Linked DNA regions of Mus musculus: regions 1, 2 and 3 are each linked to region 4. Evidence: chromatin contacts called from public HiChIP or PLAC-seq data. All regions are on one chromosome and are shown on one strand. Each heading gives the region's core, a stretch centred on a gene start, on an enhancer-like site or on the middle of the called end of the contact. The rest is flanking DNA. Distances are from core to core; before and after follow the strand shown.

Region 1 (7,323 bases), core at 4,756-7,255, 1.7 Mb after region 4:
CAATTAAAGAATAAGAGAGAGCAGTCCATTCTAGCCATGAGCAGCTGGGCAAACTGGAATAGAAGCCTAGTGCTCTACAAGACCATTTCTGTCAGCAACATTCCTAGCTGTTTTATGTACACAGGGTCTGTGCTTTGAAATAATTCACAAATAAACCACCTAGACTCAAAACATCTCTTAGTAAGTAAACAATGCAACAACCTGTTCCAATTCTCACCAGATGTTTGCTCATCATGGCCTCTCCTAAAGTAGCCAGCTGTATTTCCAATCTAGGATTCTATTAAACGTCTAGTAAAGTTTCCTCTTGTTGCTTCCACAGCGGTAAAACTGAAAGAGTGATGCTCTCGTCTAAGCACTTCCAAGTAGGCACATTCTGTATACTGGACAGCGGTATCCTGTCCTCAGATCAATTTGGCTCAAAGGAGCCTGCATGCTCAGCTCTCACTAAAAACTCACCCTTGTACAGAACTGGTCTTTCTTCATTCCGAGCCGAGGCCTCACATTCCCATCTGCTACCTGCTCCTCTCTTTACCTAAGCTCTCAGAAGTCAGATCCCCAGGCCACCCAACACCTGGCACTCCTTCCCCTTCTAGCCCCAGCTCTTCTGACCAGACCCTCTCACCTTCATAGGCTCCACTGGGAACTACCACTGCACACCTGTGACACTCAGCTGGGCTCTGCTGACAGAATGAGTACAGAATTTCTGTTCACAAAACAAGACTCTGTCAGCAGCCACCATACACTCAGCAGTTAAGTCAACTCGTGTTTATTGAGATCAGCAATGCTTCCAGGAACCCTGACATTGAGACTCAATCTGCGAGAGCGTGCGTGCGCGCGCGTGTGTGTGTGTGTGTGTGTGTGTGTGTGTGTGTGTGCATACTCTGCAGAGCGGGGGTGGGGTAGGGGCTTTTTTTTCAGCATAACCATGTATAGTGAGAATGTAGCCCTGTGAAAACGGCAACAACTAGAGTTGAACCTAGCAAGAGGCTTAGATCCTACCCTCCTGCATTCAAACCTCCCAGCTGCCCAAGGCTTCAAATAAGCCACAGGAAGTGTGGTTCTCAGCCAAGATGTCATCTTATCCCTCAGAAGGATGAATATGGTTGCTTCTGCACTGCTTACATGAAATGAAATCCAAGCTGGGCGTGGTGGGGCATGCCTTTAATCCTAGCACTTGGGAGGCAGAGGCAGGTGGATTTCTGAGTTTGAGGCCAGCCTGGTCTACAAAGTGAGTTCCAGGACAGCCAGGGCTACACAGAGAAACCCTGTCCCGTAAAAAAACAAAAACAAAAAAAGAAAAAATGAAATCCAAAGTATGCAGTAACAGGTACGTTTGGTGTTTTTTTTTAAAGTCAGTATATACATACAATAGGTTATTTAACCATTAAAAAAAAATCCAAAAACAAAAACAAACAAACAAACAAAAATCCAAGCAACATGGAACCAAAGGCACTGTTAAGTGAATTAAACAGGTAGAGACACAAATGCCACATGCATCTGCATCTGTATGTGAAAGCTCTCCGAGTTGATCTGATGGAAGCAGAAGGCAGATCGTGGTAACGAGACAGGAAAGACCAGGAAGAGACAGGAGTATTGGATACCTTCCACCACACATGTGTGCGTAAGAGTTGGCAATAACAGAGTTCATCTTTTATAAGGAACCATGAGAGGAGTGTAAATACCATCCCATACAAAGAAATTATCAACACTTAAGAAAAGGAAATGGTAATTACCAGATAGGATCATTATACATCTATATATCCAATTATACTATACTCCATAGATAGACCATTTTTAAAAAGGAAGAATAGCCGGGCGTGGTGGCGCACCGCCTTTAATCCCAGTACTCGGGAGGCAGAGGCAGGCTCATTTCTGAGTTTGAGACCAGCCTGGTCTACAAAGTGAGCTCCAGGACAGCCAGGGCTACACAGAGAAACCCTGTCTCAAAAAACCAAAAAAAAAAAAAAAAAAAAAAAAAAAAAAAAAAGGAAGAAAATTTAGTTCCAGCACTCAGAAGGCAGAGGCAGCGGGGTTGAGAGTTCAATGCCAGTCTGGTATATATCAAGTTCCAAACCAGGAAAAACTACATAGTGAAACACTGTCTCAAAAACAAAAAAGCCAAACCAACAAAAATATTTTAAAAAGAGCACTGGCTTCCTTCAAACAGCCTTCTTTCCATTGTAGACGAGCATCAGAAGTCACCAAGAGCAGGGCAGAGAAACACCAAGGTTATGTGTGGGGGCTGCATCTGGACACAGTGCTATAAATAATCTGATGGTGGCTGATTCCTGTAAAACTGGCCAAGTAAAACAACACTTCCAGGTGTGGGGCAGGAACTCAGCTAGGAGCCCAAAACAAGCCCACATCCCAGTAGGAGCAGGGAGAGCTTATGTACCTTTCTGTCTATCTATCCAGCCACAGGGTAGGTGGAGTCATCTGTAGACAGCACTGTCCTGTCTAGGAGCTGGGGGACTCCCTCACTCTGCACAGCACTTCATCTCAAAGGGCACTGCTGTACATCTAGAGCATGCTCAGAACACAGGGATAAGGAGTAGTGAACAGGGTGGCTCTTGTGGGATGTCTGGGACATTGTTCACCCACCATGGGATACCTAGCTACAACTCTCAGTCTCCTTATGTTTTAGAATTCTTCTCTGTTTTCTGAGGGTCTAAGTTCCTCAGATAAGCTGATTCTAGCTTCCAAGAAGAGGAGTTAACAGATTTTAAAGATACTGAAACAAGTTTGGGGGCTGCCTCCTTTAGATGGGAGACAAGTTGGCCTCACAGCATTACAATAAAGACTAAATGCAAAACTAGACTGGGTCAGGGACTCTCGGGGTCCAGGGGAGCTCTCCTTGGCCAGGTGCTCCTGGATATAGGGTTAGACCTCAACCAAGCAGGGTTTGGAGGGAGCAGCTAAGGCAGGCTTCAGTTCCCATGCTAGGGCTTCTGAGCACACCTAACTAAGCACAGCTGTGCTTAGTTGTGGGCTGCCGTGGGGCCACTGGTGGCTGGCTTGATGTGGAAGGCAGGAGACAGTGGCATGGTACTCAACAAAACTGTTTTGAATAACTTCTTCGAGATCCTGGCAGAAGAGTTCATAATCGCCAGGCAAGGTACCTATTTCGGTAGGGAGCGAGCCAGGCCCAAGCCAGGCCTATCAGTCAACTGAGGTTCTCACAGACAGAGCTGAGATTGTCCTAATAGTGTTCACAGTGGAAGACATACAATCACCCAGCTGAGCCAAAAAAGCAGTCTAGTAGTCGTGGAGAGCCATCGAAGGTTCCAGGTTGGAGCCAGGAACCCAGTGGAAGTCTGTCCTGAGTGGCCAAGGGTCTGGTATGCATCCAGCTGGAGGGCTCCTTTCTGCAGGCTTACTGGCAGCAGAGTCATTAATTCCACTGTTCCACTCCACGGTGATGCATACACATGTGGGGTTCCCACAGGAGGGCCTCTCAGACCAGGAATCCGCCAAGGGATCATGTCGTGAAGTCCCATCGTCTGCTGCCAAGGATGTGCGTTGGTGAAACTGGCTGCCATCTGGACAGGGTTGCCAGGGCTCTGCCAATGGTACCTGCCACGAAGCCTGCCAGGAGCGAAGGAAGGACGGGCCCATAGAAGACCTGGTGTGGACAGAAGAGGCAGGCACAGCACAATAGGCCAAGAAGCAGCTGGGCAGGGTGTGGCAGAATGCCATTCCAGGTAAATGTCGAGGACCAGGGGAGCTGAGGCAGTGAGAGTCGAGGGACTGTCAGATGCAGGCCATCATCCAAGGAAATCTGTCCAAAAACAAGGTAAGGAAGAGCAGGGACCAGGCTCAACCATCACCTCTGACTGGCAGGAGGAGGCAGCGGGCAGAAAACCCTAAGGGACCCGACTAACTGCTCTGAATTGGGGGAGGGACCAGAGGCTGGCCCTGGAGTTTGGAAATAAGACAAATGCTGCCTACAACTTCCAAGGTGTAATGACAGATGTTGTCAATCCAGATCAGAACATCAGGGAATTTTGGGGCAATGACAGCAGCAACTGTCATTTGTCCCATTTGTACTGAATGCTGACCACACACCACCCACAAATTGGGTACTATTATCATTGGCAAGAAGAACGGCAAAGTGATGTGTATGCAGTCACACACCAACTAGTAAATGATAGTAGAGGAACAGAACCTGGCTGCAGAGACGAGCTTAGCCACAGATCACTTTGAAGGTTACGGACTACCCTTCTACTACTTCAGAGTGGAGTGAGTGGGCTCTGGCTGCCTCAGCACTGTAAACTAATAAGAACAGAGCACACCAAAACACCCCTGCACACACAGCACCAGGCACACCTGGCAGACAGAGGCATTACAAAACTGTCTTGCTTATCTGTCTCCTCCTGCTCCCAGCATTTCCAGAGAGACCACCTGCAGGCAAAGCTACCCAATCCTGAGCACCTGTCCCTCGTCTTCATCCCAGTCAATAGCCAAGCACCCTCACCTCCACAAGTGAAATTCTGATTCCACTTGGAGGCCTCCTCCTGTGACCTCCAGCACACAGGCTGAGCCTGGAAAGTGCCTTCTGTGGTTGGATCTATCTGTATTCCAAGCTATGGTCACCAGAGGCCAGGCAAGGAAGGAGGACAAGGAACCCACCTGGACTCTCACACTCTGCTCCAATCTCTCTAGGGAGGGAAGCCCACCACTTGGAGAGCTCCTCTCAACTCTCTTCATCCCTATACACCTAGCCCAATTCTCCGCAACTCTCTCCTAGGAGCACCAAGTTCTGCACATGCCTTCACACCTGGCTTTCCATGTGTTTACCCCAAATCCAGAGTCAGTTTCTCCAAAAAGGCATAGCAAGGTTCATCTTTCACCAGCACCTCCCAACTGGCTTGTAACACTCAGCTGTCAGCACCCCCAGTACCTACTTCTACCACCCAAGCATTTCAGAACATCTCTGGTAGACCCTTGACTCACACCTGAAAGCCCAGCCCTTGACCTGGGATTCCCACCATAATTATCAGCCAGACCCAGTCTCTCAGTGAGTAATTCCCACAAGCCAGGCCCCACTCCCCAAAGTTAGGCTGCCCACAAACACCATGTTGCATGCCCAGAGCCCATGTGCCACCAAGACCTCTTGCCCCAACTTCGAACCTTAGATTTTATCTGCCTACCTGAGTGCCCCTGACAACCTAGGAAAAGAGCCCCTACCCCTGCGCGAGCAGTCAACTTCTGCTGCTTCCTTACTGAGATAGTCACTAGCTTTTTGAGCTTCATGATCATCCATCCCATGCTGAGGTCTCATGCCCTCAGCATGCCTGTCTGTTGAATTCTCTCGCTTCTCTCCGCCTTCCCTGCCTGGCACTAGGTAATTTCGTTCCTTTTCCCGGGCTGGACAACAATCTAGAAGAAGACGCAGGGCCGCGGCGCACGGTACTCTTCCTCCGAAGTTCTCTGCTCCCGAGACCCAGGAGACCCGGGAACAGAACATGCCCAAAGCCACCATGTGAGTGGAGGACAGACTACCTGCACCGCCCGCCCGCCAGAAACGCCATGCAGGACATTCAGCTCTTAAGCTCCGGGACAACTAAGTCCACCTACCTAGGACTGCGCCAGGAGGGGCCGCCAGGATCAGAGGCTCCGCTGGAGAACACCAGGCAGAGGGGCTTCTTCCGAGGGCAGGATCCCACCGCCACCTGCAAAGGGAAGAGCGAGATCAGGTGAGCGGGGACGGGACTCTTCAAGACAGGGCCCCTACGCCGGCTCCCCACCTCACGCCTCCACACAGACCCCGCCGCGAAGATCCGAGCCTAACGCAACCGGACCCGAGGGTCTTGCTGCCACCTCGTCGGCCACGCCCCCTCGGCGTGCGCGGCCACCCCCGACGTACCGGCTCTGGCGCTCCGCACGCCCCAAGTTAGCCTTCCCGCGGGGCTGCGCGCGCACGTTCGGCCCACCGCGCCTGCGCCGTAAACAGCGAGGCCTCCATCTCGCAGAGGGTCACACCGCGCCAGCGCGCCAGCGCGGAGGCTGATGGGAGCGCGCGCACCGTACTAAGTGGAGAGGCCCGGTGCGCAGGTGCTGGGTGGTCCTGGGTCCCACTGGAGCAGGCAGGGGGCGGTTCTCATGCGTTGTGAGTCCTGGAGGACTACCCAGAGCCGGCTTGGGTCTAAAGGCTAAGGGCGTCATCAGGCCTCCGGTACTGAGTGGCTGCTGAGCCTTCGGGCCTGGGGAGTATTTCTCTCTGAGTGGCAAGTGTCTGTCTTTTTGTGTGTGTTTTGTCCCTCCTCTTCAATGCCTAGCAGCTACAGGCAAGCAAGCTAGCGCGCTACGCAGCACTGTCACTTTAGAGAGGCCAGGAAATGAGCCTGTGTGCCCCTCACATGCATATGCATGGCTTGTCCCTGTAGCTCCTCTGTGTTCTTGTAGTGTCATCCATCCCACAACCAGGACATGTGTTTAGATGGGTCTTGGACCACGAACAGAAGGCTTTGCTGCATCCCATCTGAAAGCAAGCACACACATGACACACCACCTCCCTGTTTTCCCTGCTCTGATGACTCCTTTCATGAAAGATCTCTGAAATGTTATCTGCATTTACACCCAAACGCACTGGCTTTGATCCTTGAAAGGGGAATCAAAGATCACATTGTACCTTCCAAGGGTCTGTGGGCCTTTCAGTAGCTCGGGCCAAAAGCAATAAAAGTGGCACCCAGCCAGGAAACACCTCCTTGAAGTGTGAATGAAACTTAGCTTTTTTTTTTTTTTTTTCAGTTGTATCTTTTCTAATTGACCTGATAATTTAAACTTCCTCCCTTAAGGGAAGGGTTGTTTCTGTGAATTCCAATCACCCTCAGGCCCAAGCAGCTTTAGCCAGTTAATAGTGAACAGCAGGCTTGTGCAAAAGACTACCCAACTGTCGGCCTTTTTCCAAACTGCCTTTTGGGGGTTTTCTTGTTTTTTTTTTTTTTTTTTGGTTTTTCGAGACAGGGTTTCTCTGTGTAGCCTTGGTTGTCCTGGAACTCACTTTTTAGACCAGGCTGCCCTCGAACTCAGAAATCCACCTGCCTCTGCCTCCCAAATGCTGGGATTAAAGGTGTGCGCCACGCCCGGCCACCTTTTGGGTTTTATTTTAGGGCATCACCTCAAATGTCCACGACAAAAGTTAACATAGTAACCATTGTAAAGCATACAGTTCAGTAGTAATATTAATAAATGTATTCTCGAGGCTGTGCAACTATTGCCACCATATCCAAAACTATTTCATCACACTAGAAACTATCCATTAAGCACTGACTCCTCGTCTCCAAACCCTGAGCTCCCACCATTTGCAGTCTGAATTTGACT
Region 2 (7,391 bases), core at 477-2,976, 1.4 Mb after region 4:
TAAAAGTCTCTTAACTGTGGGCTCCACTAAAACAGTTTCTTCCTTCAAGAGGGAAAATATCAGGGCACAGTCACAATCAAAAGCAAAAGTCAATCTCCAACCGTCCAATGTCTGGGATCCAACTCACAATCTTCTGGGCTCCTCCAAGGGCTTGGGTCACTTCTCCAGCCAGGCCCTTTGTAGCACACACGCCGTCCTCTAGGCTCCAGATGCCTGTACTCCACTGCTGCTGCTGCTCTTGGTGGTCATCTCATGGTACTGGCATCTCCAAAACACTGCATGACCCCTTCAGTCCTGGGCCTTCATTTGCAACTGAGGCTGCACCCTCACCAATGGCCTTCCATGGCCTCTCACAGTGCCGAGCCTCAGCTGCTTTGCGTGACCCCTTCATGCCTTCAAAACCAGTACCACCTAGGTGACCCTTACATATTACCAAGTCCTGCTGCAGCAGGAGTACAACCTTGGCCATCTCTGGAACACAGCCTCTTTGTGCTTTCAGAAAACACTTCCCAGAAGTTGTCACCTCAATGATGCTGGTCTCTTCTTAATCACCGCTAATTTCTTAGCTCCAGCTAACCAGCATCAATAGTCCCAGTAATGCAAAGGTTTTGCTTTAGTAGTTCTGGTATCTTGTTAATCACAGCTGATTCTTCAGCCCCAGCTAACCAGAACCACAGAATAATCAAACTCCAAAATAGCAATGTCCCTGAAAAGAGTCTTTAATTTTCCCTCTGAAACTTCACAAGCCAGGCCTCCATCTTCTGCACTGTTCTCAACATTATCTTCCAAGCTCCTACACAACATCCGACAGAGCTCTTAACAACGGATGGATCTTCAAGCCCAAAGTTCCAAAGTCCTTCCACAGTCCTCCCCAAAACATGGTCAGGTTGTCACAGGAATACCCCACACTGCTGGTACCAATTTGCCTTAGTCAGGGTTTCTATTCCTGCACAAACATCATGACCAAGAAGCAAGTTGGGGAGGAAAGGGTTTATTCGGCTTACACTTCCATACTGCTGTTCATCACCAAGGAAGCCAGGACTGGAACTCAAGCAGGTCAGGAAGCAGGAGCTGATGCAGAGGCCATGGAGGGATGTTCTTTACTGGCTTGCCTCACCTGGCTTGCTCAGCCTGCTTTCTTATAGAACCAAGACTACCAGCCCTGAGATGGTCCCACCCACAAGGGGCCTTTCCCCCTTGATCACTAATTGAGAAAATGCCTTACAATTGCATCTCATGGAGGCATTTCCTCAACTGAAGCTCCTTTCTCTGTGATAACTCCAGCTGTGTCAAGTTGACACAAAACTAGCCAGTACAGTAGCAAAGGCACATTGGCTATCCATGTCTCTTGTCTTTTCTCAGCTCTAACACCTTGATCAGAGCTGCCAGTTCAGCTTTCTAGGCTGGCATTCCTCCCAGGCTCTGCCCATATGATCTTGGAGTCTGAGACCACTGCTGCCCCAGCATACCTCTGTCCATCCTGAATGAGGCTGTTGTCATTGGAAAACCGTGTTACCTCTGCATCCATCTGAACAATCATGCAGAGGCCCATCAATTGAGCTCAGAGTCAGGCAGCAGAGCAGCTAATCCTGGGGGCATTCAAGAAGAGAGGCTGGGGCTGAGTCATTCTGGCATCATTTTTAACCAGGAGGTCATTGCTGCACTGATGTGTAAACAGGTCAGCTTCTGCCAATTAGTGACACATTGGCCATTGGCTGATGCCAAGGTCTGGAGTCTGAGTATGCATCCTCAGGGCCAAGCAATGTCAGCTGTAGTTGGCAGAGTAAAGCCTTCTTAGTGGAGCCTCAAATAGTCCAAGACCTCTAAGAGGTCTTGTGTTTTTGTTTTATTTCTGTTGCCACTAGGAAGTTATTTTAAACTGATGAAGAGACTTTATCCTCAGGTTTAGCAAGACATAATGTTGAACTTTATTAATTATCAACAAAAAGGCTGGTAGGTTTCCCTTTTACTTTTAGGGTTACCCTGGCCTTGGAGAGGGGGCACTTTTGATCTTATGGCCCCTCTTATCTACTTCTCTGTTTTAGGCATCTCTTACAGTCTTCTGGTTTGGCTTTGGCTGCTAACAGATCTTTGCTAGGTCTAGAGTCTGTTCCTTTTGTCCTCTCCTCTGCTTCTCCTTTGCAGTCTCTCTTCTATTAAATACTCTCTCTGCCACTATCATTAGATCTCTCAGACTTTTTCTTTTTTCCTAACCTCTCAATCTTCTGGAGCTTTTTCTTAAATATCTGGTGCTTCCTGATTAATAAAGCTAGAGTGATGGCTGCCTTTGCTTCTGGTGGTTTAGGGTCCATGGGGGTGTACTGTCAAAATGTCCCCATGACCCTCTCTAAAAAAGTTTTATTCCTGTCTAATATCATACACTCTGGCCAAATTTGTGGGCTGTCTTGTGGCCACCTTGAGACCTGCCAGCAAAGCCTGACAGTAGACTAAGAGCCTCTTCTTACCTTCAACAGAGTTAAAATACCAGTCTGAGCTAGATAGTGGAAAGCAAGCATTTGGGGGGGGGTCTTCTGTGGGGCCAGGAACCCGCTTCCTGGCCTATTCTGTGGTGAAGGGAACCTGTAGAATGTGGTAGACATAGCCTGTCTCATGTTAATATGTCCGTCAAAGCCACTTTGTCAAAGTCATCTCATCAAAGTCACCTGTCAAAATCATTTTATCAAGCTCATCTTGTCAAAGTCACCTCATCAAAGTCATGTAACAAGAGACACAAACACAACATACAAAAACACAAATAAAACCTTTCCTGTCTTTCAAGCAGAAAGAAGAAACAGCCAGAAAGTGTCACTCATGAAAAAGACCTCTCTATGCCACCCAAAACACAAGTCCAACCTTTTCTCTCTACCAGGCAGAAATGGGAAATAACCAGAAAGTGATGCACACCCACAAAAAATTAACCTGATTGGTGGGAGTCTCTCAGCTCCTCTGAGCCCACACCTATCCCAGACCAAGACTCAGGATGTCTCCTGGCCCCACCATAAGCCATGGCTCTCAGATACATCTATCCTAACTGCAACCTGCCACAGAAACAAATTCAAGGCCTTGTACCCAGAAGGATATGACACCGTTTAGAATCAATGAACAGAAAAAGGTACAACCAGAAACAAAAATCAACCAAAACCAGGGGGAAAAAAATACAGCCAGTAGTAACAAAAACCAACCAGAAGGTGGCACTCACAGCAGATGGATGTAGTGCCACTCAATCTGTGAACAGAGGCAACCAGCAACAAAAACCAAAACCAGAAAAAAATATAGCCTGTAGTAACAAGAACCAACCAGAAGGTGGTGCTCACAGAAGACTAATGTGGTCACTCAGACCTGGAAAAAAGGGATACAGCCCATAGTAACAAGAAACAACCAGAAGATGGTACTCTCTCACACACACACACACAGAACAACAACAATCCTCAGTACTGCACAAATATTTACTCAGACCTGGAAAAATCACTATGGCAACATAAGTCATTTATAATACACAAGTTTGTCATGATCTGTAGATCTCACAGAAAGTTTCTAACATTCAGACAAATTAGGCACCACCCAGATCACAAGCTTTTGTGCCACTGAATAATAAAAGAATTTCTGGGGGTATCGCCAATCCAGATTTCAAGTTCTTCTACAGAGGTATAGTAATAAAAACAGCTTGGTATTGGCATAAAAACAGACATGCAGATCAATAGAATCAAATTGAATATCTAGACATAAACCCACATATCTATGGACACCTGATTTTTTACAAAAAAAGCTAAAAATACACACTGTGTATTTCAACAAATTGTGCTAGTCAAAATGGATGGCTGGATCCAGTTTGGAATTCACTCTGTAGACCAAGACGACCTTGAACTCAGAGATCAGCCTGCCTCTGTCTCCCAAGTGTTGGGATTAAAGGCATATGCCACCACTACCCAGCTGTTAACACTAACCTTGGAAGGCTGAGTCAGGAGCATTTTGAGTCAGGAGAAATTGCATAGAAGAATGTAAATAGATCCATATTTATCACCCTGCACAAAACTGAACTTTTAATTGGGTCAAGGACCTTAACATAAGAGCAGATATACTAAACCTGATAGAAGAGAAGTGGGGAAATAATCTTGAACTTATTGACACAGGAAAAGACTTTCTAAACAGGCACTAAGATCAACAATTAATAAATGGTGATGTGCCAGGAAGTGTTTATGAATCCAAAAGACCACCAAGGAGCCATCTCTGACATAATAGCATTAGAGTCTCTTTATTACAAGCTCAGGCTTGGGCTCTCTTCCAACCCAACCCCGACACAAGAGGGCAGGAAGGGAAGGTGGAGCCACCTTGAACCCTCAACAAGACAAGTTTTTATAGGAAAATAGGAGCAAGTGATGTTGGAGTTCGTCAGAAGACCCTTACTCAGAACGACCTCAGAGACAGCCGCCATCGCTGCAAAACACATGAGGATTTTTATTGATCCAACATGTTGGGGACTCCCCTCCCAGCACACAGGCCAGAGGAGAGACCCAGAACAAAGAAAGAACACATTTTTTATACCTTTGTAAGGGGCATATTTGAGCAACAGGGTTCTCATTGGTGTAGCAAGTAACCCTTTCAGGCGTTGGTTGGTTTGTATAGGATGACTAAGTAACCCTTTGGCCTAATGACTCACTTTGCTTGCCCCCATGGTGGGTTATTATGATTTGGTCAGCAAAGTAATAGTACATTTTGAACTTATGGATCAGCTATTAACATCAGGGGAATTCTTGCAACAAGGTCAGGGTGGTTTATGGTCTTTGTGAGAATTCAGTGTGGGGGGGGGGCAGGAGAATTGCTAATCTTGTTATGGTTATTTCTCAGAGAACAGCTATTGTTTTGGTAGTTGCAAGCTTAATCATTTTGACCGCGAAAACTATGTTTTTACATTTGTTTAGTCAGCCAGCTTTCTTATCTGGCTCTGCACTTGGCCTGCTTGTGCAGTTTGGAAAGTCCTTTTCGAAGGGGGAAGGTACTGGGTGGTCTTCAATTCATTTTGGATATTACAGTGAGAGGGTGAGGGAGGTGGTGTCCAGTCTGTCAAGCATCTCATAGAATGACTGTAAGCCAACAGGTGGGTGCTCTGAAGCAAGAGTGTATAGAGTCACAAGCCATCTGAAACAATCAGACTAATCTTTGATTAACTGTTGCTAGGTGGGGGGTGGGTGGGTATGGGGGACTTTTGGTATAGCATTGGAAATGTAAATGAGCTAAATACCTAATAAAAAATGGAAAAAAAAACTGTTGCTAGGAAGTAGCTAGGGAGTAACTCTGGCCAGGGACAAGCTGTGGGGTCCTTCCTGGTACTTCGATGCAGCTTGGGTTCTGCTGTAGGTCAAGTTCTCAGGCTCTTTTTATTTTTTATTTTTCTTTTCTTTAAGATGGAGGCCAGTCCCAGGATGGAATAGGTTTGGCCTCTCAATGGGACCTTGTGAAACTGGGATGCTTCTGTATGGCAAAGGACACCATCACTTGAACAAAGTGGCAAGTTACAGAATTGGAGAAGGTCTTTACCAATTGCTTATCCTATAGAGGGTCAATAATACATAAAATGCATAAAGATCTCAAAAAATAGCCAGGCAGTGTTGACAGTGCCTTTAATCCCAGCACTCTGGAGGCAAAGGCTCCTGATCTCTGAGTTCAAGGTCAGCCTGCTCTACAGAGCAAGTTGTAGGACAGCCAGGACTATACAGAGAAACCCTGTATTGAACAACAAAACAAACAAAAGAACTAAAAAAAAAAATCAAAAAACAAAAAATTTAACATCAAGGCTGGAGTGGATAAAAGCACTGGCTGTTCTTCCAGAGGACTGGGGTTCAATTCTCAGCACCCACATGGCAGCTCACAATTCTCTGTAAGTCCAAGATCTGACACCCTCACACAGACACCAAAGCAAAAGAGCAATACACATGAAATTCAATATTAAAAAAAAAAAAAACCCTGAACATCAAGAAAACAAATAACCCAATTTAAAAATGGGGCACAGTGGGCTGAAGAGACAGTTCAATGGTTAAGAACACTGACTGCTCTTCCAGAGATTCTGAGCTCAATTCCCAGCAACCACATGGTGGCTCACAACCATCTGTAATGGGATCTGATGCCCTCTTCTGGTGTGTCTGAAGATAGGAACAGTGTACTCACATTAAATAAATAAATAAATAAATAGATAAATAAATAAATAAATAAATAAATGGCTGAGAAACACTTTAAAACTGTAACTGTTCAAAGCCAGCCGTGGTGGCATATGCCTTTAATCCCAGCACTAGGGAGGCAGAGGCAGGCAGATTTCTGAGTTCGAGGCCAGCCTGGACTACAGAGTGAGTTCCAGGACAGCCAGGGCTATACAGGGAAAGCCCTGTCTGGAAAAAAAACAAAAAACAAAAAACAAAAACCCAAAAACAAAAACAAAAACTGTTCAAGATCCCTAGCCATCAAGAAATACAAATTAAATCTGTTTGGAGATTTTATCATATCCAAGTCAGAATAACCAAGATCTGTAAAACAAATGACCATTCTGTTGTTGAGGACCTGGGGAAACAGGGACACTTATTCACTGCTGGTGGGAGTGTAAGTGAGTGTGGCGGTTCCTCAGAAGGAATAAATCTGCCTCTATAGCCCTAGGGCTTTGACTTCTCTTACAGAGCTTCCAGGTGTTTGCTCCTTCATAGGACTCTGATGAAGGAAATAGCTGACCGCCACAGTTACCTTTTTCCTTCCACAGTGCTCTGGTGCATGGTCCAGACAACTATACTATTACATTTCACCTTACTAAGCAAAACTCATATTAATCATGTTAAAAGATTTTTCCTCATTAACTGTCTCAGTGTTCCCCACAAAGCTGTAGTAGAGGATGACTGATTCTGAATTTATGCTGGCCAAAGAAAATATCAAATGCTACCCCCACCAAGCCAATGACCTTACATCTGATAATGGACGACAGTGAAAACATCAGTCTCAATAACACTTATGACAAAGCCTGGTGTTTTAAAAATAAAATGGTTTATTGCCTATTCTCTTCCTCTGATAAGAACAAAACTACTTTCTTAACTCTCCTCTCAGTAAGAACTGTCAGCCTCATGAGCAGCGGTGTGGAAAGCTCTTCCCCTATACTGGCTCTTCTATTTCCCTGCTTCTCTCTCTATCAAGTCCAGTATGAATTGCTTTTCTGGCACAAGGAAAGTGTATAATTTTCCATTTTACCTTCTTTATCAGCTGTCACAATGTAGGGATTCTTTGCCTCCTATATCTCATCAGCATACAGGACCATGATGCACCTTACTTAAACAAGTTAGAACTAAGACATCATTGAAACAACCCTGTAAACTCATCTCTGGGCACACCATGCATGCACAATTCCTGTGCAGCCTCCT
Region 3 (6,572 bases), core at 2,672-5,171, 1.5 Mb after region 4:
CAGTAGGGAGTGTGGAAGGACAGTGAGTACCTCAATAGATATGGGGTGACCTTTACTCCAAACTCACCCTCACCCTCACTGTTGAAGCTGCTCAGAAGCAGCAGCCCATCACGCCATGGGACCGCCCACTCTAGTTTGATGAAATGGAGAGAAAGGATGAATTGTAGGAAACCTTTTTTTTTTTTTCCTTCCAGAATTCAACTTCTCCAGAAGTGACCTCCTTTTCCTTATTTATATTTCCTGGCCACTATTCAGTTGTAAGATAACATTTGAAATGTGAGACTATATGGTTTTTAATAAAATGTTTGATGTTTTATCCCCTCTGGGTCTGTGATCTTATTGGACCTTAGAAGTACTCTGAGCCTTCTTGGGATCCAGGGAAACCTTGTTCCTGTGTCCTCTGCTACATAGGAGGCATAGAGGCTTCTCTGTTCAACCCTAGGACACGGTCTCCCCACCTGCTCTCCTGGCCTCCTGGTGGCAATGGGCAGAGGCTGGGCCCTTCAGTACTAAGTATCTTCACAACCAGCACCTGTGATGGCCACTGCCCAGCACTGCCAAGGACCTGACTCTGCCTGCCTGACTCTAGCAGTATCACCATCTTGGCCATCCTTCTATCATGGCCTTGAACTTGCCATAAAGGACATCTTCAAGTGTCTTGTCTCTGCAAGCAGAGGTCATAGTGCTTTGCAAATAAAGTATCAGGGGGAAGGCCTCAGACCAAGGAGGGCTAAAGGATGAGTAGGGTCTGAACAAAGCAGTGTCCCCAGGCTCTGTCAACATTGCTCACACCCCACTCAGAATATTTCACCTGTAGTGGATCTCTGGCCTCTTAACACCTTCAGGGAGGCAAAGGTCTTAGAATGGTGGAGCCAACTGTCATTGTCCCTGGAGCAAGTAAGTATAGAGAGGTTGGATGGTGAAGAAGGGCTGATTACCACCTGGGGACATAGGTACTAGAAAAGCAGACATGGTAAAAAGAGATACCCTTGTGGGCATCTGAGCTCCTAAGGAAGGCAGGGTGGCACACAGTCCTAGAAGGAGTTATTCACAAAGGTTTCTCTCTTTCCCCAGTTTAGTTTTGTTGTAGTGTTTTGTTCTTTGAGACACTTTCTCACTATGTAGCCTAAGCCATTTTAAGTACTGCTTCCTATTCCAAGTACTGGTGAATAGTGTTAAGTCAGTGGCGAGAAGCCCAGGCTGCCCTTCAGGAAATCGGGGGTACCGTAGGTGGGAGGTGGGTAGGATTGGCCCTCCTCCCTGGACCCCCTATAGTGCCACCAGCCAACTGCCTTCACATAGCCACCCTGGCCATTTGGAAGAACTCAGAGCAAGCAGCTGCCTTCCCATATTCTATACTGGGTAAAGACCCCTGTGGGAAGGGTACACCACCAGCCAAGTGTGCCAGCATAACCATACACTGGCCTGCTAGGGCACAGGGCCAGATCTAGGATCACATGTTCCCAAGCTTGGGACTGCTCTTGATCCTTCCTGCACATGCACCTGCTGGACTGAGTTCACCTGGATTCAGTGAGGTCTTCCACTGAGGCTGTCTCATTGGGGCCTGAGCAGCCATTAGAAAGTCAGCTTCCCTGTAAGTTCCACCCTTGCCTTCTTTGTCCCCAATTCCAGAATCTGCCCTGAATCTCTTACGCTCACATCCTTAGGTTTTAACCCCTTCCCCACCCTGAGGCACCTAGCCAGGCCTAAAAGACTGGGTACTGGATGTAGCCAGGGTTGGTAGCAGATGCCAAGCCTTCCTTCTGACTGGGCTTTGTATGCCTCTTTTTGCAGCCCCTTCCCGTATCCATTGTGCATTCCTGACTCTGGCCTTTTAGCCCAAAGAGAAACAATAAGCTTTCTTTGGCTGTTGGCTTTACTCGCTTTACCCTCCTGGGATCTTTTCCCAAGTCCTGGACCCTCTTTTCCCCCAGGATAGTAACACCCAAAATTCTCTGTCAACATAGGTGCATTATCAGCAGGATGGACACAAACCCTAGACCCTGTTTAGAGCCACACTAGCCAGAGGACTAGGACAAAGGGCTGCAATGGGCCCAGCTACCCTGGGCAAGTGCCTCTCCCATAGCAGCTGTTATGTACTGCAGTCAGCTGAAGACTGAACACATCACATCAGCCATGCACTGTGGCTCCCACACATGAGGGAAGTGCCTAGTCTAGCCGTGTGCCCTTGTCGGTGGCCACTTGATACTTGGAGCTGAGCAAGCACTGGGGGTAAAAGTGTTGGAGGTATTCCTGGGAGAAGCCAGCAACCTAGCTATCCACTCTCAGCATTTCCCATCACCCAAGTTGCCATTCCCATGATGCGAGTGAGACTCCAGCTGGATCCTCTCCTGGGCTCTGCCTCCCCTCCTGTATCCCAGCCTAACTCCAGCACTTGGCTGAGTTGAAAACTGGAGAAATCCCTGCAGGGAGTCTTTGAGGAGGGGTGGGTAGATGAATAGGGAGCTGGGCACAAGGAGTCTCTGGACAGAGGACAGGACACAGTTGAAAGTGTTCAAACCATTTACTGAGCAAATTCTTGCCCGGCCCACCCCCCAAGCCCCAAGCTTCCAGGAGGAAGGCAACCCCTCTAAGGCTCTGGTACCTACAGGGCCCCCACCTTGGGGGAGTGCTGGAGTGAGACCAGGTCCAGGCTAAGTCCTTTGGTTCAGTAGGTTCTTCTCCACTAACAAAGAAAATGCCCTTTTTAACACGTCCCTCTGGCAGCCCCGGGGTTTCTCCAGCTGCCCTTTCAGGTTAGCAGGTGCCACTGGACATTAAGGCAGCATCTAGTGCCCCCAGGATCTCAGTAGGAACTGTTCGCGGCAGTTTGGTGCCTACTTCACCGATGAAATCTGAGCGTTCCACCCACGTCGTGGCCAACTGCGCATAGAAGAAAAGGTCGGTCAAGTTCTTAAAAGTGCCTGTAGTCTGTTCTGAGCAGGGCCCGGCTAGTGATGGTCAACGGACTCTGAGAGCGGGCAAGTCTGGCCCGAACCCAGCATGACTTGCGCTGCGCAACCCAGCGGTGGTCGTCATCCACACACGGCTTCCCGCATCGGTCTTTCCCATCGCGGGCTTAGCTGCGGGAAGAGCCCCGCCATGCCTCCCGCCCTTAGACATAGTTCTTCTTGTCGTAATCGCCATTGGCCGTGGGCCGCCGCGGCGCAGAGTACTTGACCGGGAAGCTGAACTCAGGGCGCCCGGTGCAGACCCAGGCGCCGCAACACACGAGGCCGCCACCGCACATGAGCAGTGCGGAGGCCGCCCAGCCGATGTACAGCGCCGCGCCCAGCTCGTACTTCTGTGACACCGGCACCGTCGGATCATAGAACTCGCGGACAACGATGTTGGCGAACCAGCAGAGCGGCACGAGTGCCAGCAGCCCGCACACCGCGTAAAGCGCTCCTCCCGTGAGTGCTACCCGTGCCTTAACTGGGCCCGGGGCCACGCAGGTGGTGCACTGAGCGCCGGTCAAGGTAACAAAGAGTGCCACCAGCGCCAGCAGCACAGCGCCCACGGTGAGTGCCCGAGCTGCCTGCACCTCCGCACTCAGCGCCAGCACAGATTCATACACCTTGCACTGCATGTGCCCGGTACTCTGCACCACGCACGACATCCACAGCCCCTTCCAAGTCGTCTGCGCCGTCACGATGTTGTGGTCCAGGAAGGCAGTCACCTGCCACATGGGCAGCCCACACGCCAGGATCAAGCCCACCCATCCTACCAGACACAGCACCAGACCCAGAATTTCCAACGCTGCAGACCCCATGGCTAAAGACTGAATGCTCACCCGACGGCCCTTGGGGCCTCCGGGTGCTCTCTGCGCTGCTTAGGCTGGGAGCTGGGAATTGATTCTGGTGCCTCTGCTCTGGAGCCTCCAGTCCTGGAGCAGAAGAGGAGGTTTTAACTACACCAACTGGGTTCTGAAGTAACCTGTTGTCCTATTTGAAGTCTCGGGGGCGGACTCTGCCCCCAGGGCGCAGCCCCCCGAGTTAGCTCAACCAATCCATGAGCAGACCTTCGGCCCACAGCCAATCGCGGACCCCCTGACAGCTACAGTTACTGAAACCACGGGCGAGCAGGACTAGTCCTGCTCACCCGAACCGCACCCTGCAGAACCGCAGTCTGAGACCCTACCAGTTTCTGTCCTAGTAGGGGCTGATCTTGGCAGGTACACAGGAGATCTGTGCGCCCCTGTCTCCACTGTTAGCAGCATGACCCCTAACCTACACTCACCAGCTCCACCTGCTACATCCCGGATCATTCCAACTCCTCTCTGCAGACTGCTTGGCCTGGAGGTTCTCTGAGCCCCCGTGCACAGGTGAAACAAACCTCTACGCCCGCCGTTTTTCCCTTGGCACACCAAGCGGAGATGCTCGGCAAGCCTGTGTTGGGCTTGCCCTTAATTATAACCTCATTCATGATCCTACCCAACCACCGCCTACAGTTCTCACTCCTTCCCTGGAACCACTGGTCTGACACAAAGTGAACACTGCAAGGGCCTGTGCTCTCCTCTGGGATGCTGCGCAACCCCTGAGGGTTCTCCGACGTCCAGTCTTCTCCAGCAGATAGGCTGTGATCCTAACACAGCATACTGGAATCCTGGGACAGCAGAGACACGATGGGACATAGAAAGGCTATGCCTTGCCATCCTACAAATAGTTGTGGTGCTTTGCCACCCCAGCCCCCAGGCCACCCTCCGGAAGCCAACTTGGAGTTTCCTGGCCAGGAGGAAGAGCCCCCATCCTCGGTGGAGGAGGGAGCCGCGGGATTTCCGGGCATTCTTCTGCACAATGGCCCAGCCATTTCTTGAAAGGTCCACTGGGTTAGACACACTGGGTCCCTGAGGCTCAGGTGGGGGCACCAGGCCCCACAGCCCACAACCAAACTAGGGCGCCAGCCTCTTTCCAGTGAACACTCCTCCCTGCTCCCTTTGTTTCCAGCTAACCCTGGACTCCAGCTGGGCTTTGTTGTCTTCTGTTGTTGTTCTGTTTGGGGGTTTTGTTTTGTTGTTTCCTCTGCTCAAAAGAACTCAGGGCCTCTATAGGGAAAGGATGACATTGTTGAGGCCAGCCACAGATGTGGAGATTTTGGTAAATCTCTCCCTTTTATGGGTCCCTGCTTCCTTCTGGAGATGGCTCTGAGCTAGAGGTCTATGGGGCCAGGTCATTGCCTACTTCACCCTACAACAAACTGTTCTTAGAAGACGGCGGGAGAGCCTCACATACACACCCTTTCTTGTCCTCCCTGGTACCTCTTCCAGCTATCATATATTAACTGCTGCCTTCTATCTTCTAGAGACCCCTGCTTTTCTGCAGACCCTTCTCCCTGCTCAGTAGATGTAAACTCAAATCCTGCTCCCCCTGCTCCAGTCTGCAGAATTTTGTTTTGCCAGCCCCCTCCCTTCAAGCTCCCAGGCACCTTCCTGGAGCAACTACTGAACCCTCTTCAGATGACCCAACAAGGCTACTCCTGCAGGCCCTGGCCTGTAATCCTCTATGGCTCTCATTGCCCACTGGCAAAGAACTGGATCCTGGGAGCAGCCTAGACTAAGCTGGCTGTAAGTGACCAGGAAAATATTTACACACTTTATACTTCAACCAGATCCATCTTCCCTGGGCCTTGGAATGAGCCTTCCTGCTGTTCCTGTCTTGTCTTGCTGTTCTGCAGGACATGCTGATGCACACATCTGAGAATATCTCTCTACACGCAGGCCCCAGAAGGTCCAAGCCAGGATAGCTTTTGCCCGCTGGCTTTCCTACTAGTGTCCCGGGAATACGGGGATCTTCTGGGACACACATTTGTCCCAGACAAGAAGCAGCTTGCTGCTTTCAACTATTTGGGGCTACAAACAGCAGGACATGCTCCCTTCCTTCTGTCTGCCCTCCTACCCACCATTTCGGTACTGTCCCCAGCCTTGCACCCAGAATGGTCCGAGCAAGTTCACATACCTTTGGTAAATTCATAATTGCCAGTGGAACCTTAGATACCGTACTCTCCAGCATGCAGCGGGACCAGAACCACTCCAGAAATGGACAGCCAGGGCTGGCAATGCTTCCTCGATCCTCCTCAAAACTAAAGGTGGCCCAAGTGACCACCCCAGATCCTTCCTTGGGGATTTGTGTGTGTGTGTGTGTGTGTGTGTGTGTGTGTGTGTGTGTGTGTGCATTGGACACTGTCTCTCCCAGAGCACACAGCACAGGCCACTTAATAAACAAACTGCCAACAAAGTACCAGATAGGAAGGCAAAACCCAGCAGAGGGTTCTCTGAAAAGGTGGCAGCGCAGCAGGAGTCCAGGAAGAAGATCCCAAGGAGCAGTTGGAAATCTGAGTATAAGATGCTGGTGTACAGATGCACTTGGGCTAGGCAATGTAGCTCTGGGGTAGAGCACTGCTTAGCAAGTTCCATCACCAACACTACAAACTAAAACTAAGTAGATCACCCTAGAGGTGGGACACGGCTCACAGAGGATCTGACCTTGGAGCAGAAAGAGGTCAGCATAGCCAGAGTGCAGCAAAGGGCCAGGGCCAGGGAGTCTGGGGTGGTAGGGGGCTTGCCAGGCAGGCCA
Region 4 (6,639 bases), core at 160-2,659:
CCAGCTAATTAAAGGACTTGCTGTACCCTTAACTGTTTTAGCAAGAGTGGTGATCTGTGACTTTCTCCCCTGGACTATTTCATAACCATTAACCTTCATTTGCCAGGCTGACTAACCCAAAGCTCAGCTCCACTTCACAAAGTCAGTTGGCTCTGGCTGAGAGAAGACTTTGTGTGTGTGTGTGAGTGGTGGTGGTGGTGGTGGGGTCCACATAATCTTAGTTAGGGTTTTACTGCTGTGAACAGACACCATGACCGAGGCAACTCTTATAAGGACATTTCATTAGGGATGGCTTACAGGTTCAGTCCATTATCATCAAGGTGGGGGCGTGGCAGTGCCCAGGCAGGCATGGTGCAGGCAGAGCTGAGAGTTCTACATCTTCATCTAAAGGCCACTAGGAGAAGATTGGCTCCCACATGGTTAGGAGGAGGGTCTCATTGTCCACCCTGAACAGTGACACACTTCCTCCAACAAGGCCACACCTATTCCAACAAAGTTACACCTCTTAATAGTGGCACTCCCTGGGCCAAACATATTCTAACTACCATACCCATGAATGCACCTTCAGTAAAGGTTTTCCCAACTCCAGACTTAACTGTCAGTATGGGGTCATAGCCAGACCTGGGGTGTTAACCAGCAATGGTATGTCACTCCAGTACAACTTGCAGCTAATGAAGTTGAGGAAGATGAGCTGACCAATGGGCCCAGACTGGGCAGTCCTCCTAGGTGCAGACTGGATGCTTCTCAGGTTCAGCCAGAAGTTGTAACTACCACCACTTCCATGGTTGCAGGTCTGAGTGCATGCAGGATACACTTGGGAAGCCCTTGGAGGGCAGCTGGATGTTTTCTGTATTTAACTGACCTTCATTCAGGCTGGATTATAGCCCTGCAATGGAACGAGCATACATGCACATCAGGGAAAGGAAACCAGTTTGGGGGTTGTAATTACAACCCAGGGAAAGGACGATTGGGAGCTTATGACAGTTCTTAAGGAAAACCGGGTTAGTTGTTACCCATTTATAACAGCACAGTAAACAGCAAATGGAGATTCACGAGCTGACATGGCCCTAAGTTCTCACTTGCATCACCTTCCTGGTTGCCTCCACCCTTTCCACTCTGGGTGGTCGCTGAGTCCGCTAGGCACAGTTTAAATCTATTTTGCAGCCACCCGTGTCCACAAATGCCAACAGAGTTCTCTGGTCCTGCCGCCAGAGCCTTCTTGATGGATTGATTGTTCCTTAAAAAAAAAAAAAAAAAAAGTAGCAGGCTTAGTGACGGTGAGGAAATGCCTCCTTCCGACCTCGCTCTCGATGAAGCCCAGGTCTGATTTCTGAGCTCACATTGGGGGAACTCTGGGTTTAGGACTGCCCGCAGGCCGTCCTTGCGGGGCTCAGGGTTGCGCGGGGGCAGTGGGGTAGTGCGCGCGCGCGGCGCAGGCGCGCGGCCGAGCGGCATGGCGTGGCCCTGCATCAGCCGGCTGTGCTGCCTGGCCCGGCGATGGAACCAGCTGGACCGCTCGGACGTAGCGGTGCCGCTGACTCTGCATGGTTACTCGGACCCCGGGAGCGAGGAGTCGGGCGCAGACTGCAGCGTCTCGCGCGGGAACCCGTCGGTCGCAGGCGCGCGGGAGTCCAGCCGCGCTGTGCCGCTCACCCAGTACCAGCGCGATTTCGGTGTGCGAACCGCGCGCGCCGGGTCCCGGGATGCGGCTCAAGAGCGCCCATCGGGGCCGGGCGGCCGCAGAGGCCAGTCCTCGGCGCCCCCCACCCGGACGGTCTACGTGCTGCCGGTCGGGGACGCGGACGCAGCTGTAGTAGCGACCACGTCTTATAGGTGGGTAGCTGGCTGCGGCAGAGGAATGCTTCGAATCTGGACCTGCGGTGGGAGGAAACGGAGCCCCGAAACGGGGTGGGGGCGGGGAGAGCACGAAGGCTGAATACCACAGGATCTGGAGAGTGACAGGGGAGCTTCGGGGTCATCTTTGGTCTCCTGACACTGCAGGCATCGCCTTGTGTTCCCAATTGCTCCCTACCCTGGGATCCAGGATGAGCGCACCTCGTAAGAGAGCACCCCTCCCTCGATTTGATTCCTCCTCCTTCGGTCTCAGATTGTTCTTTTTTAACTTCTGTGGGGTGAGCAAAGAGGGCGGTGCACAGCCCCTCATCCCACGCCCCACGCCGTGCCCAGGGCCAGTGCCTGCGCTGTTCAAGATCCCACAGAAGGAAGGTCCTTTGCACCCTTAACAGCTTTGGACAACTGAGGACTTCTTGCCTCTTCTTTCTACATAGAAGAGTAATGAATGCTCATAATGGGGGAATTAGAAATAAAAATAACAAATTCTGCCTTAACACCCTCACGCCTCCCCTCCCAAACAGATGGATCTTCCTAATTCTTAGTATACAATGAATGCATACACATTCAGTTTCCTCCACGATCTTATTCTTGCTGTTGCGATGTTTTAAAATATTTAATATATATTAGTGTGGAGAGGGGGGCGAGAGGAGGGGCGAGCAGATCAGAAGACAACTTTAGAAAGTCACTCCTCTTCCCCTTCTGCCATGGATTCCAGGGATCCATCTCTCGGATTGTCAGGCTCACACATTATAACTCCATTACTTTTTTTTTTTTTAACTTAATGTAATGTTTGACCATAGATAGATGTTCTGAATGTTAATAACTGTAATGTATGTTAGCCCTTTGTTAGGCATATAGCCACAGGCATAAGCCCCCCACCCCCCCTTTTTTTTTTGGTCTCATCTGTGATGCCTTGTTTGGGACTATTTAAAACACCACTCCATATTTATTACAGGTGTTTGAATATTTTAGGAATTTTGTTGTCTAGATTCCTTGAAGGTGGGATGGGAGCTCAGGACTAAAAAGGTCCATAGGGCTGGAGAGGTGGCTCAGTGATTAAGAGAGTGCACTGCTCTTCCATGGGATGGGAGTTCAGTTCCAGCACTCAAGCCAGGCATCTCACAATTGTCTCTTAACTTCAAGGCTCTGGGGTATCCACACTCACTGCACATATCCACACTCAAGATACCCACACATACACATAACTAAAAAGAAAACTTAAAACATAATAAAAATGGCACATGGAGACACTGTACAGATAGATGGTCACAGCCCTGCTGTCCTGATATTGGGGATGCACTAGTTATGGGTCTGTCATAGGGTGGGACACTGAAGCCCTGCAGGTACAGATGGTGAATCTCAAACACACACACACATGTCAAAGGGGGCCAAAGTGCAGGACAGGTTCCACCTTAAGACTCTGTTCCTTAAGGTACTTAATGGGTGTGTGTGGTGCAGGGCAAGGCCTTGTGTTCGTGGACTCAAGTGGAGCTGTCTGGCATTGCTGGTGGCAGGGCAGGCAGGCAGGCTTACTGACTGCCAATGTAGGAACCTGAATCCCCTGCAGGAGAGGTCTGAATGTTCACGGTCCTTCCAGTGGTCCTGCCTGCGCATGACTCTGCAATGGCTTGAGAATCTAGCCGTCAAACAACTGGTTGGGCTTGCAGGGAAGACAGGAAGCCACCTTTCATAACTAGTGGCGTGGGGATGTTGGTACAAGCCCCTCTTCATAAGGGATATTCCAGAAAATCATGGCTGGTTATGAGAAGCTGTTTTACCCACATGGAGCCAATGGCCCGCTGAATGTCCTTGTAGGGTCCCCCAAGCTCTGTTGATGGTAAGGTGTTGGCTACTGCTTTCCCCTTAACATGATGGTTCTTGCTATTCCTCTACAAATGAGAAATTGAGCTAGTAGTTCAAAACACATGGCTCTGAACAGCACAGAAAGGAGTGGGACTCAAGCACCAATTCTGTAGTCCTTCCCTAAAATGGTTTATACAGATCGTCGTTGGCCACCTCCTCGGAGACAGTTTCTCAAATTGAGTCTTGAAGTCAGCCATGGAAAATCACTGACAGATGGGGGCTTGCTTTTCCAAGTATAAACTCTGCCTTTGGAACAGTTTCCTTCCCTGAGAACTGGATGGAATACTAAGAGCCTGGCTGACCAGTCCTCACTCACCCCCAAGACCAGCCCAGGATAACGACTGATCTTCCTCAGCACTAAACTCTCTGGCCTCTGGGACCCAGAGGCTGGAGTAATCCCATACTACTTTTCATCTTGTAAGATATACTTCACCCAAGTGAACTGCTAGAGGCATTCAGAAAACAATTGAGAAACCCAAAAGTAATAGATTAGGTTTGTGGCCACTCCTGACTTACAGTCTTTAAGTGCTATGGACCCCTTAGGCCTCCATCTCTCCCTGCTAACAGGTCCTGCTTCATTTGTCTTCTGGTTGTCATGGAAGGAGTGGTCTGCCTTATTTGTCTGGCCAGATAGGCATAGGAGCTGTCTTGGAGCTCTCTAGCTGCCTAGCTCCTCCCAGAACAATGCTTCCATAATTCTTTTGAGGCTGGTCAGGTCCATGTAAGATGGGGGTGGGGTGGGGTGGGGGTGGGGGTGGGATGGGGGAGGGAGTACCTGGGCATGGTTGTGCACACCTTTAATCCTAGCACTTGGGAGGCAGAGGCAGGTGGATCTCTAGGAGTACAAGGTCAGCTCTGGTTTACATAGCAAGTTCCAGGCAGCCAAGGCTACATATTAAGCCTTTGATGCTTTTTAAGGAGCACAGCGAGGCTTGTATTCTTTCATTAATCTTGGCGTAATCTATAGTCCACCTTACTCATAGTCCTCCATGGGTACCCAGGGCTCTGGTAATTCTACCTCTGATGCCACTTTTTCTATTCTATCACAAGCCCTCTTGGCTGGAACATCTTCTGCAACACCCCAGGGACTGCTATAGGTTCTTCCTGCTTTGAGTCCCCTGCTGTCACCTCAGAGCAGCTGGCTTAGGCTGCCTGGAGCACAGCTCAGAGATAGCTGGGGACAGAAGGACATGCTCAGGGGAGGCTCTGCCTTCCCAGGAGAAAGAGAACAGCGAATGGTTTAGACAGCTGGTCCTTAGAACCTTGAAGCTTAGGAAGCAAAAATTATGACAGGCCCTGGCTCAGCTCTTCTTTACACCCAAAACTCAGTGTTGACCGCAGCAGGCAACAGCTTCCCGTGCCCATGCCATCTGCCTGCTCAGTGAGGATCAGCTCTGATGCTGCCAAGAAAAGACTCCCTTGTTTTCAGGGCCAGTGTAGGGGAAGGGCCTAGCACAGGCAGACACTGGCCCTGGCTGGCTGAGTCCTGCGCCTGTGGTCATGGGTGGGTGGGTATTACACAACACAATGGCCTTGCTGAGTTTACTCTTTAGTAGGGTCATTGACAAGATTAAGAGGTCCCCAGGAGTAGAATTGAGCCTTTTTAGTGACAAGGCACTAAGTTAGCCAGTTCTTTCTTTCCAGTGAAGTGGCTTATGGGAGCTCAGACTGCAGACCAGCTTGGAGGTTTTTGTTTTGAGATGGCTACTGTAACTCTCAGATTTTTAAAGAGATTTTGTTTTACTTTTAAAAGTCATGTGTATTTCTGTTTGTGCATGTGAGGGCAGGTTCCTAACAGGCCAGAAGAGGGCATCAGGTCCCCTGAAGCTGGAGTTCCTGGTGATTGTGAGGTGGGTGCTGGGCACTCAACTGTAGCCCTTTGCAAGAGGAGTATATACATGATTGCTAAGTCATTTATCTAACCCTGTGACTTACTAAAGAGTTTTTGGTTCGTTTTACATTTGTTGTGCCTGTGTATGTACATGCATATCATGTGCACATATCAAGACATACATGTGGAGACCAGAAGACCCATGGGAGACTTGGTTCTTTCCTTCCATCATGTGAGTCCTGACCAGTGTAAGTTTCTTCCAAGGGCTTTCTGCCACTGTTTTCCTGAATTTGGGTGGCTGAGGCTTCTTGGCGGAGCGAACAGAAGAGCAACTCTTCCTAAGGTGGTCCATCTGCTTGGAACAGCTGGTGCATCTGGTCCTGCTTGTGAGGAAGGATAAAGCATCACTAGGAACTGAAGCAGACCACCAGTGATTAGGGCTTCTTTTAAGAAGCTAGGGTGCAGGAAAGGAATGACTGACCCTGTGCAAGGTTGAGATTGTATTCTGTTGCAGACAGGAATTCCAAGCTTGGACTGGAGTGAAGCCCTCAAGATCCACAAAGGCAAGAACAGCCAGAGTCGTCACAACTCACAGCTCCGGATGGGACCCCAGCCCTGGGGCCAGCTTCCAGGTCAGCCTGGGGGTGGGAAGACAGATGCCTATTCTCCAGGGTAAGGTTTAGGAGTCATAAGGACAGGAACGTCCAACAAAATGTACCTAAGAGCAGAAAAGCTCCTCTGCCATTGGCTAGGTGGCATCTTTGGCCTCCTAGTGAGCAGCAGCGTCTGACCTCCTCTTAAACCCCGGCCTGTACACTGACTACTACTAGGGCTAATGACTTTAATGTAGCTCAGTGGTAGGCTGCATATACAAGCCGTAACTTCTATCCTCAGTGTAGCCTCATTCCCTGTGGAAATACTAAAACCAAACTGACTCAAGCACTGCTCTGTGGTATAGCAAGGGCATGTCGCGTGAGGCTCTGAGTTCCTTCAAGAACTGCGGGACCTTCATCCCAACCAAAGGGCAAAGAGAAGCAGAAGAGATTCATGTTCCCCGGGACATAGCTCATCTGCTAACTTCCACTGTGCTG

What was found. HiChIP or PLAC-seq counts read pairs in DNA pulled down with a chosen protein or histone mark.
Region 1: an H3K27ac HiChIP or PLAC-seq map of large pre-B cells shows a contact between it and region 4, with 9 times the contacts expected there. The contact joins the promoter of Gnb1l here to the promoter of Map6d1 in region 4.
Region 2: a FOXA1 HiChIP or PLAC-seq map of pancreatic cancer cells shows a contact between it and region 4. The contact joins the enhancer-like site here to the promoter of Map6d1 in region 4. A contact is called at or near these places in 1 of 39 promoter capture datasets (hippocampal neurons) and 1 of 115 datasets of contacts at active chromatin or transcription factors (pancreatic cancer cells).
Region 3: a contact with region 4 is called in an H3K27ac HiChIP or PLAC-seq map of embryonic stem cells, with 4 times the contacts expected there. The contact joins the promoter of Cldn5 here to the promoter of Map6d1 in region 4. A contact is called at or near these places in 1 of 39 promoter capture datasets (pre-B cells) and 1 of 115 datasets of contacts at active chromatin or transcription factors (embryonic stem cells).

The regions. Positions count from the first base shown.
Region 1 is chr16:18,497,395-18,504,717 of GRCm38.p6, reverse strand. It overlaps Gnb1l (guanine nucleotide binding protein (G protein), beta polypeptide 1-like), which reads right to left and starts at 6,005. Exons shown (of 8, transcript NM_001081682.2): 1 at 5,867-6,005; 2 at 5,578-5,672.
Region 2 is chr16:18,854,651-18,862,041 of GRCm38.p6, reverse strand. No RefSeq gene overlaps it. Among named protein-coding and RNA genes, the nearest start is that of Mrpl40, 18 kb to the left of the region's middle. Within about 2 kb of position 1,726, at least 44 of the 459 cell types and tissues checked have an H3K27ac peak or open chromatin away from gene starts, as enhancers often do. A contact at or near this core is called in pancreatic cancer cells, where this site is marked.
Region 3 is chr16:18,774,196-18,780,767 of GRCm38.p6, reverse strand. It overlaps Cldn5 (claudin 5), which reads right to left and starts at 3,921. Exons shown (of 1, transcript NM_013805.4): 1 at 2,506-3,921. The coding sequence starts at 3,772. The coding sequence ends at 3,116. It overlaps Cdc45 (cell division cycle 45), which reads left to right. Exons shown (of 19, transcript NM_001358206.1): 19 at 195-321.
Region 4 is chr16:20,236,128-20,242,766 of GRCm38.p6, reverse strand. It overlaps Map6d1 (MAP6 domain containing 1), which reads left to right and starts at 1,409. Exons shown (of 3, transcript NM_198599.2): 1 at 1,409-1,833; 2 at 6,063-6,180. The coding sequence starts at 1,454. Gm49566 (a long non-coding RNA gene) reads right to left here and starts at 1,309. Exons shown (of 3, transcript XR_003951848.1): 1 at 1,014-1,309; 2 at 622-886. It overlaps Gm41431 (a long non-coding RNA gene), which reads right to left and starts at 6,120. Exons shown (of 2, transcript XR_875948.1): 1 at 6,030-6,120; 2 at 5,255-5,928.